Linked DNA regions of Callithrix jacchus: region 1 is linked to region 2. The links are chromatin contacts, called in public Hi-C maps. All regions are on one chromosome and are shown on one strand. Each heading gives the region's core, a stretch centred on a gene start, on an enhancer-like site or on the middle of the called end of the contact. The rest is flanking DNA. Distances are from core to core; before and after follow the strand shown. Region 1 holds the start of CTXN3 (cortexin 3). Region 2 overlaps CCDC192 (coiled-coil domain containing 192).

Region 1 (3,770 bases), core at 1,145-3,644, 120 kb after region 2:
TTTCAAGGGACTGCAGGGCAAGGCTGCTGCTGCCTGAGAACATCAGAAAACACCATGAGGGTGCCCGGTTAGGAGCTGGTGGTTATCGAAAGGCATCCTTAGCAAACTGGAACTTTTAACTTCAAACAATAAGCCCTACTGCTCCGTCTGGTTTTCTTTGTCTTTCTTTGTGTGTTTCATAGTGAAAACGGCTACTTGCTGATACCTCAAAAGGCTAGTGCTACACACAGTTTATCAGCCAGGGACAGTCAACACTATCAATATGAGTTGTTGAGTTGTGATCCTTTGTAAACAAATCAGAGCACCCTTGTTACATTTTGGAAGGTTGGATGTTTTAGGTGACTGATAAAAAATAAAATTAAATAATGGGCAAACGGCTTTCAGGAATCAATTACTGCAGCTTAGGAAAGAAAAAAGCCTGCTTTACTACTTACTTCATTCAGTATCAATAACATTACAAACTTAAGCATGCTTTAAAAATAAATGCATCATTACATTTAACCCCCTCTCTTCTTAACTTTAGCTACCAACTGTTTAATTAGACTTATCTAACAACTAGATCTAAATTCAGAACTTGGGTCTGAAAGGCATCTATGCGATGATTGCTCATGCATCAATTGTAAAGTTAGAGAAAAGCATTTAATTAGCCTATCAAAGATACAGTTTGGGTCAAGTACCTGGCTCTGGCCGAATACATACTTGATCCATGTCCTGGTGGAACAGTTACAGGTAGTTACGAGCCTCTTTAGATTCCTTTCTTCCCGACCACGCCGTGTGAAAGCAGTAGACAGTGGTAGCTGCAAGGCAGCTGATGGCACACCCCAGGTCTAAAGCTGTTGTTTCAGGCTTAGAAACTTCCCATTAAAACCCCCAGTTAAAGGAGCACCGTCTTTCTGTGTGAGGCATCATTAACGGCCAATACTGCTGCTTCTTTGAGGTGAGCCATGATTTCAGTTCTGCCTCAGCAACTCTTCAGAGGATTCTGCTTCAGTGAGTAGAGGCAGTATCCTAGCAGTGTGTCTGAAATCATCTTCAAGAAAGCATTAACATTCAAAAGGAGTACGGGGGAAAACATCACTGGGCATTCCCATATCTTTTCAAAATCAAAACCATAAATCTACCAGTGCTCCCTCCTCTCTATTGATTGTTGACATTATTCCTCTTTGGGGGTGTCAATTAGCACCTTGCAGCCACGCTTCATATTGATTATAGTAGATGACCTTCAGACCAACTCAATTAATAGGAAGACTTCTGGGGAAGGGCATCAATTTAGCATTTGGGAGAAGAAGAAAGACTCATTTTCCTAAAGAAAACTAAAGTGACCTTTCCAAAAAGCAGCATGTATGGGGAGGAAAGAACCATTTAAAAAGAACAAGATCATAGTTTCACCGCCTGTCACCTGTTTGTAAATTAGCTGGGCAGTAGATTGCCAGGTTTTGTGTCTCTTTGAGCAGCCTGCATAACTGTGGCACTGGCAAAGCCCCATCTCACACAGGCCACCTGAGACCACTCAACGAATAAAGAAGATAGCTTTTTGTTAGAGAAAGCTGTTCTCATTCTACAGATTCTAGTTACCTGCTACAATGCTTAAATTACTTTCCTTTGATAAATAAATAAATTTCCTAAATAAAATTGGAAAACATTTTAGGATAAAATTCTTCATTGAAAAACCACCTCTCTAAAAAGAATTCAGCATGATGCTTAAGACGGAGCCCCCTTGTTTTTTGGCAACTCACCACTTGCTTTGTTGAAGTGGAAGTACAGTTAGCGACAACACACCCACCCACCAAATGATGGGGTGTGTGATATTTAAAGCTGCCTCTAACTGTGCCTGTCAGCTATGTTGTCTCCTTAGCTCTGGTGAGCAACCGGCTCTTACCCAGCAGCTCTAGGAAGCTGGAACCAAGCTCATTTTGTAAGAGGAAAACCCCATCTGCTGACAACAGACCACAGTCCTGGATAGAATAGGCCTCACACCCAAAAAGAAACTTTCAAATCAGATGCTAAATGTTAAGATCAAATGCTTGATGTTAGTCTAACCTAAGAGAACATGCAGATTCTTACCCCATTTGTTTCCCTAACTTTTAACTGAATTTTCTTTCCAAATCATTTTACTTACCCTATTTTCAGACACACATGCACCACATACCGTTAAGACAATGCGACACATGAAATCCAACCGAGCATGATCATCCTGTACTAACTGGCATCCCTCTGGCATTCAGTCAGTGCTGGCAGAGGGAGTGCCTGTCTTGGTAATGCCAACAGAGTGTGGTTGAGGAAACTTTCTGACCCCACCCTTCCTCCTATACTTATCATTCCATGTGGTGAGAAAACATCGTAGTTAGACATGGGCCTGGGTGACTGTATCTTGCCCTCCCAAAGAGGCCTTCTCAGATATTGTTTTAATCTACAGACTGGTAGAGGCAGAAGGGAACCTGAGAGGGCCTGGGGCTGTCCTCTAGCCACTCTGCAGGCTGAAACCATCCCAGAGAGATGAGTGCCTGGCCTATTTTTAAAACTCTCCAGGGAAGTAGATTCCATAACTTCCTCTGACAAACTCTGTTTAAATGAACTACTCTGCTGCTTACTTAGTCTAAATGGGTTGGCGCGTTTCTTTTCATCTTTTCATTCTGTCCTTGCTGCAAAAAGTCAGGCATTAACTACTACAAAATTTTGTTAGAATGCCCTTTCCCTTCAGGAAGGCCGATCTAGATAAACCAAAGAGTATTTGATGAAGATCTGGTGTTATGCTTGGAGCCAAATTTAAATCTCTCTTCTTAAAGATAATTATAATTGGAATTATTAAAATTAGTCCTTCCCCCTATGCAGCTACATTATGTGAATCATCATGAATTCTAAAACGATGAATAAGGGTTTACTAAAAATCCATGTGAGCATTTTAACGTAGATCCTATTTCTTTTGTCTTTAATAATCTTTGCATCTCTTCTCTGAATTCTTAAAATTCTGCTTTCTGGTGCAGCTTTAAATAGGAAGCCTAGAATACTACACCGAGCTGTACACAGCTCAGATACACAGGAAATTGTGATGAAACAGGATGATTTCATGATGTATACGTGGCTATATATGCTTCTACTTAACAATTCTGATCCCAGTGCCACTCCCAGGTGTCATTTAGTCTTTATGTTTAATGATACAACATCAAGAGTTAATATTAGTTAGAAATCTACTTTAAGAACTTCTACATTCTGATTTCAAGCCTCACCTTTAATGTTCTTTAATTTACAGTTCTTTCCTAAATGTCCTATGATGCACTTTTCCATGAAGAAATAGATAATGGATCTGAAAAAAAGACTCTATGAGCCATCAGTCTTTATGCCAGGACAAGGCTGTGTTATATTATTATTGTGTTTCTTTCTAACTCTGCCTAATCCTCAAAATAAAATTGAACAAAAACTCTATATAACCTTCAAAATATAAACATGGTTTTTATCACTAGACTTTTTGTAAAAATCTTTTCTTCCTTCCTTTGTGTATGTTCTTACTTTCATTTATCCAGGGACTATTCATGATCTCTCAGTGTCAGATATGTTCTGTGTTAGGTGTTGCAGAGAATAAACAATACGAATACTAGGTCTTGGCTTCTGTTTGTTCATGTTGTGCACTGAACAACTCTAGGAGGCTCCTTGATGAACAGGGCCATGAGGAGCTCCACTTCTAGCGATGATTGCTGAGATTCTTGACAGACTGGCCCACTTCCACTAAATTCCTAACCTTCCCAACCTCCACCTTCACGGCTCACCCAGCA
Region 2 (4,289 bases), core at 1,168-3,667:
ATACTCTCTAGAGCTTTTTTTCCTGTATGTGCCTGCATAGTATACTCTGTGTAAAATCAGTCATTCTCAACAATGCCTCTCTGCTGTTCACCACGTTATAGAATACTCCCTGGAGGTATTTTTCCTTGACTGAGCAGATCGGACTCAAACCATTGACCCCAAGATTGCGCTCCATCGTAGGCAAAATGAGAGAGAAGTCCCTACCTTTTCCCCCCTTAAACAATTCTATAAAAAGGCATTTATCTGCCTGGGTGTGCTATAAATTTAAAATGATTCTGTCAGAATCAGAAATGTAGTGTCAACACAGGGCATAAGTGAGTGGGATGGGTCAACATAGGGCATATTGTGAAAATAGGCTTAAGAAGCTGACAGCAGGCAGTGGAGGAAAAAGTTCAGTGAGGGGAGGAGAACAAAACAGGCTCAGGAAGCTTAGATGCACAAATACTGGGAGTCAGGAAGAAAACAAAGAGTCTCCATAATGTGGACAATTCCTTTTTCATTCATGGTCTTGTGGAAATATGAATAATGAACATGTTCATTTCATTGATATCCTCCTACTAATTGAAGAACATTTTCTGTTCGGTGACAGAGTGACCTGCTGTTCCAATTACCAGCCACTGATGAGGTTCCCCTCTTTGGAGGTCTGTTTAGCATATTATTTTGTTTATTAATAAAATTATGTTAATTTACTATACATTTTGTGTAATGGCAATTTCCATCATGATTCATGTTCCCAAACAGACTGTGCTTCTTGAATTATACTCTACAGGGTCAGAAATCAGCATTTTGCAAACTTTTGATGCTCAGGACGTTTTTACATTTCTAAAAATTACTGAGAACTTTTAAAAGCTTTTATTTATATGGGCTATATCTACTGATATTTACTGAATTAGAAATTAAAACTTAGAAATTTAAAAGTGCTTTTATTAATTTGTTTAAAAATAATAAACTCAGTATATGCTAACACAAATATATTTTAATTAGAAATAACTTTTTCAAAACAAAACAAAAAGGAAACAGAAAAAAGTGGTATTGTTTTAGATTTTGCAAATTTCCTTAATGTCTGGCTTAATAGAAGACAGTGGGACTTTCATATCTGCTTCTGCATTGATTCTGTCATATAGAATCTGGAAAATTCTACTCATAAAAGAATGATAGCAGAAAAGAATAATAACCTATTAGTATTATTATCCAAATAGGTTTAACTTTGAAGATCATTTAAGGGTGTTAGCAACCTCCAAGGGATCTCTTGGACAAAATGTTGAGGACCTCTGTATTGGACCACTGCTTGTCACTAGACATTCATTCAATAGCCTCAAGAGATTTGCATTGGTATAACTCCAAACTTCAACACTTAACACTTTCTGAGGCTAATAAATGAGATCTTCACACGCAAAACACATGGTCTTCCTAAATTTTCTCCCAGAAACTCCATGGACTGAAAAATAGAAGAAAAACTATTTCCAGGATGGGTTAAAACAAGCACGTCCCATGACCCACATGCAGCCCAGGACGGCATTGAATGTGGGCCAACACACATATGTAAACTTTCTTAAAACATTATGAGGTTTTTTTGTGATTTTTTTTTAGCTCATCAACTATCCTTAGTATTCGTATATTTTATTTGTGCCCCAAGACAATTCTTCTTCTTCCAATGTAGCCAAGGGGAGCCTAAAGATTAGACACCCCTGGGTTGAAGGATCTGACATAATAGCTAAAATGGCAAGATTTAGAAGATCTATAAAAGGAAATTAGAATCATCCAGAACTTGGATGAAGAATCTATAGCATAAGTGGTAAATCAAGTCTGCATGGAGTCATCCATAAGAAATGAATCATTTTTAACATCTAATAATTCCAATATAAGATAGTTGGGTAACCACAGGTTGCACAGTCACCTGAAACTTGAAATCAGTCGACTTTCCCCTCAGCTCCTACATTTAATTAATCACCAAATCCAACTCATAAATATATCTTGTTTCAGTCTTCTCTCCACTGATAATTTAGGCCTTTATCATTTCCAAACTGGATTTTTATAAGAGCCTCACATTGATCTGCCTGGCTCCGGTCTGTCAAATCTGTCCTTCTCAGTACCCTGATTGCTTTCTCTCTTGAGCACAGATCTGAATGTGCGTCCTCCTATGGCCCTCCTTGCCTGGGGGTCAACTCCAAGTGCAAAATGGAAAAACATGAGCTTTGACATAAAAGGGACAAGTAATGAATTCTAATTTGACTTAGGACCTCATAGGAGTTACTGTCTGAGCTTCTTCCATGGGGTATACAGTATAGTGGGAGATACAGACAAGCAGTTATAGGTGGGAGGTGGGAGAGAGATTATGAAAGCACCTAAGGACATCTAACCCAAACTTGAAGGAAGAAGAAATGCATTTTGGAGGGAATGACATCTAACTGAGGATCTGAAAAGTAGTCTCTTGGGCTTCTTTGGATAATGAGGAAGGAGATAAGAGGGAGTGGAGGGAGTTAGCATAGAAATTCTAGGCAGAAGCACAGGGGAAGGAGTGTATTAATGAAAATTTGACTCTAAGAAATGGGGTCTTTGTTTTTCCTTAGATTAGATTAGAAAGGTGAGAGAGGATATGATACCTTTAAAGAACTGAAAGTGGTGTAATAGTGGTATACAGGGAGTGGTGTAAGGTAAAGCTGGAGAAACAAGCAGGTGGTCGTATCATAAATGGCACTGTAACATCTGTTAGAGCACAGATTTGACCCTGACAGTGAAAGTGGGCTAATTTAAGATTTAAAGTTGAGAAATATGAGGTCTGTGTTACAGAACCTTCATTCTGGTTGTAGTGTTGAGGAGTCATTAAACAAGGGCCATAATGAAGGTAGAGTCAGGAGAGGCGCTACAGATTGTGACCTAGACAAGAATGAAGACAGTGGAGACAGAGATTTAAGAATGATTTGGGAGTCATCACCCACACTACTCAGCAATTGATTGCATATGAGGGGTGAGGAAAAGGAAAGAATCAAAGCAGCACAGAGTGGCTGGTGGCACTGATCGTTGGCCTAGGGAATGTGGGGGAAGAAAACAGGCTTGGGGCAAGAAGCAGGCAAGTTGAATTTTAGAGATGGAGAGCTTGAGTTGGCTGTGGGAATCTTGGTGGAGCTGTTCAGTAGACACATAATTAGGTCTGGAGTCAGGGAAGACCTGGACCAATGGTGAGGACTTAATGCGTTTCAGCAGATTGTGTACCCTGAAGTCGGATCACCAAGGAGAGCATATAGAAGGAGCAGACAAGAGGCTTGCAAGCCCACAAAAGAGCTTTCTTCATTTGCAAAATGGCATATACGATTTTCCAGGACTGTTTGGAGAAATACATGAGCTGAAATTCACAGGAGTACCAAACAGAATGCCTAGCTCATAGTATAAACTCAATAAATATTTATTGAATGAACAAATAATTGAAAGAAAGCATATACCTAACTTACTAATTTATCTGTAGACAATAGGCAAAGAGAAAGTTTATTTGCCATCTCAGAGAAAACCTTATGAACAAAATATAAGTTAAGCCCAAACAAAGACACCTCCTTCTAACAGCAGAACCGTGACTCTTAAGGCAGGAGGCTTTTTGCTTTTTCTAAAAAGAGAAAGTCACATTTATCAGCACCGGTCAGCTATTTAAAACTGACCTCTGTTTGATCTTGACATTTACAAGCAAAAGGAAGTCTTCAGTTATGTAACAGGCCAGCAATCCACACATCCCGCCTGCAACAACAATACACTACAGAACCTGATTCGTCATTGTGTTTGAGTCTATTCAGAACAACACTATCTCTTCACCAGCTTCTATTTGTTTCCTTGCATTCTTTGAAGCTCTTAATTTACACCAACAAACCAGTAATGAGATGAAGATGAACACCTGCTTAAATGAGAAGTTGTCCGATTTTGTTTTGTTTTTTAATAAGGAGGGAACTTGTCTGCTGTAAAATCAATCAGAACTCTGGTTAGCCAAATTGTTTAATGAAGTTCCTGATAACTAGATTTCATGTTGATAAGGAACCCATTCCAGGTCAAACAGACTGCTTGTGATGTTATGGCATTAAAGTAGACTTCAAAATAGTTCTGAAAACAAAAACTCATTCACAAAACTCATGATTTCAGATTGGCATGTCAAGCATAATTTCTGAGCATTTGCAGAAATGAATACTCCTACCAAGGGCACATTGTTTATTTCAAATAAACTTGACATCAAAAGACCTACTGTTGCATATAAACAATTAAAAAAAAAACCAGAACATTTTTGGACAATCTAAGTATGCATCAAATTA

What was found. A called contact is a pair of places that touch in the nucleus more often than the background predicts.
Region 1: a Hi-C map of skeletal muscle shows a contact between it and region 2, with 2.2 times the contacts expected there. The contact joins the promoter of CTXN3 here to the enhancer-like site in region 2. A contact is called at or near these places in 2 of 3 Hi-C or Micro-C datasets (both in skeletal muscle).

Annotation. Positions count from the first base shown.
Region 1 is chr2:81,365,212-81,368,981 of calJac240_pri, forward strand. CTXN3 (cortexin 3) reads right to left here and starts at 2,395. Exons shown (of 4, transcript XR_617767.5): 1 at 2,150-2,395; 2 at 678-1,030. The region is part of intron 1 of LOC128931329 (a long non-coding RNA gene); the gene reads left to right.
Region 2 is chr2:81,243,089-81,247,377 of calJac240_pri, forward strand. All of the region lies in intron 3 of CCDC192 (coiled-coil domain containing 192), which reads right to left. Among named protein-coding and RNA genes, the nearest start is that of CCDC192, 56 kb to the right of the region's middle. Within about 2 kb of position 2,418, at least 2 of the 16 cell types and tissues checked have an H3K27ac peak or open chromatin away from gene starts, as enhancers often do. A contact at or near this core is called in skeletal muscle, where this site is marked.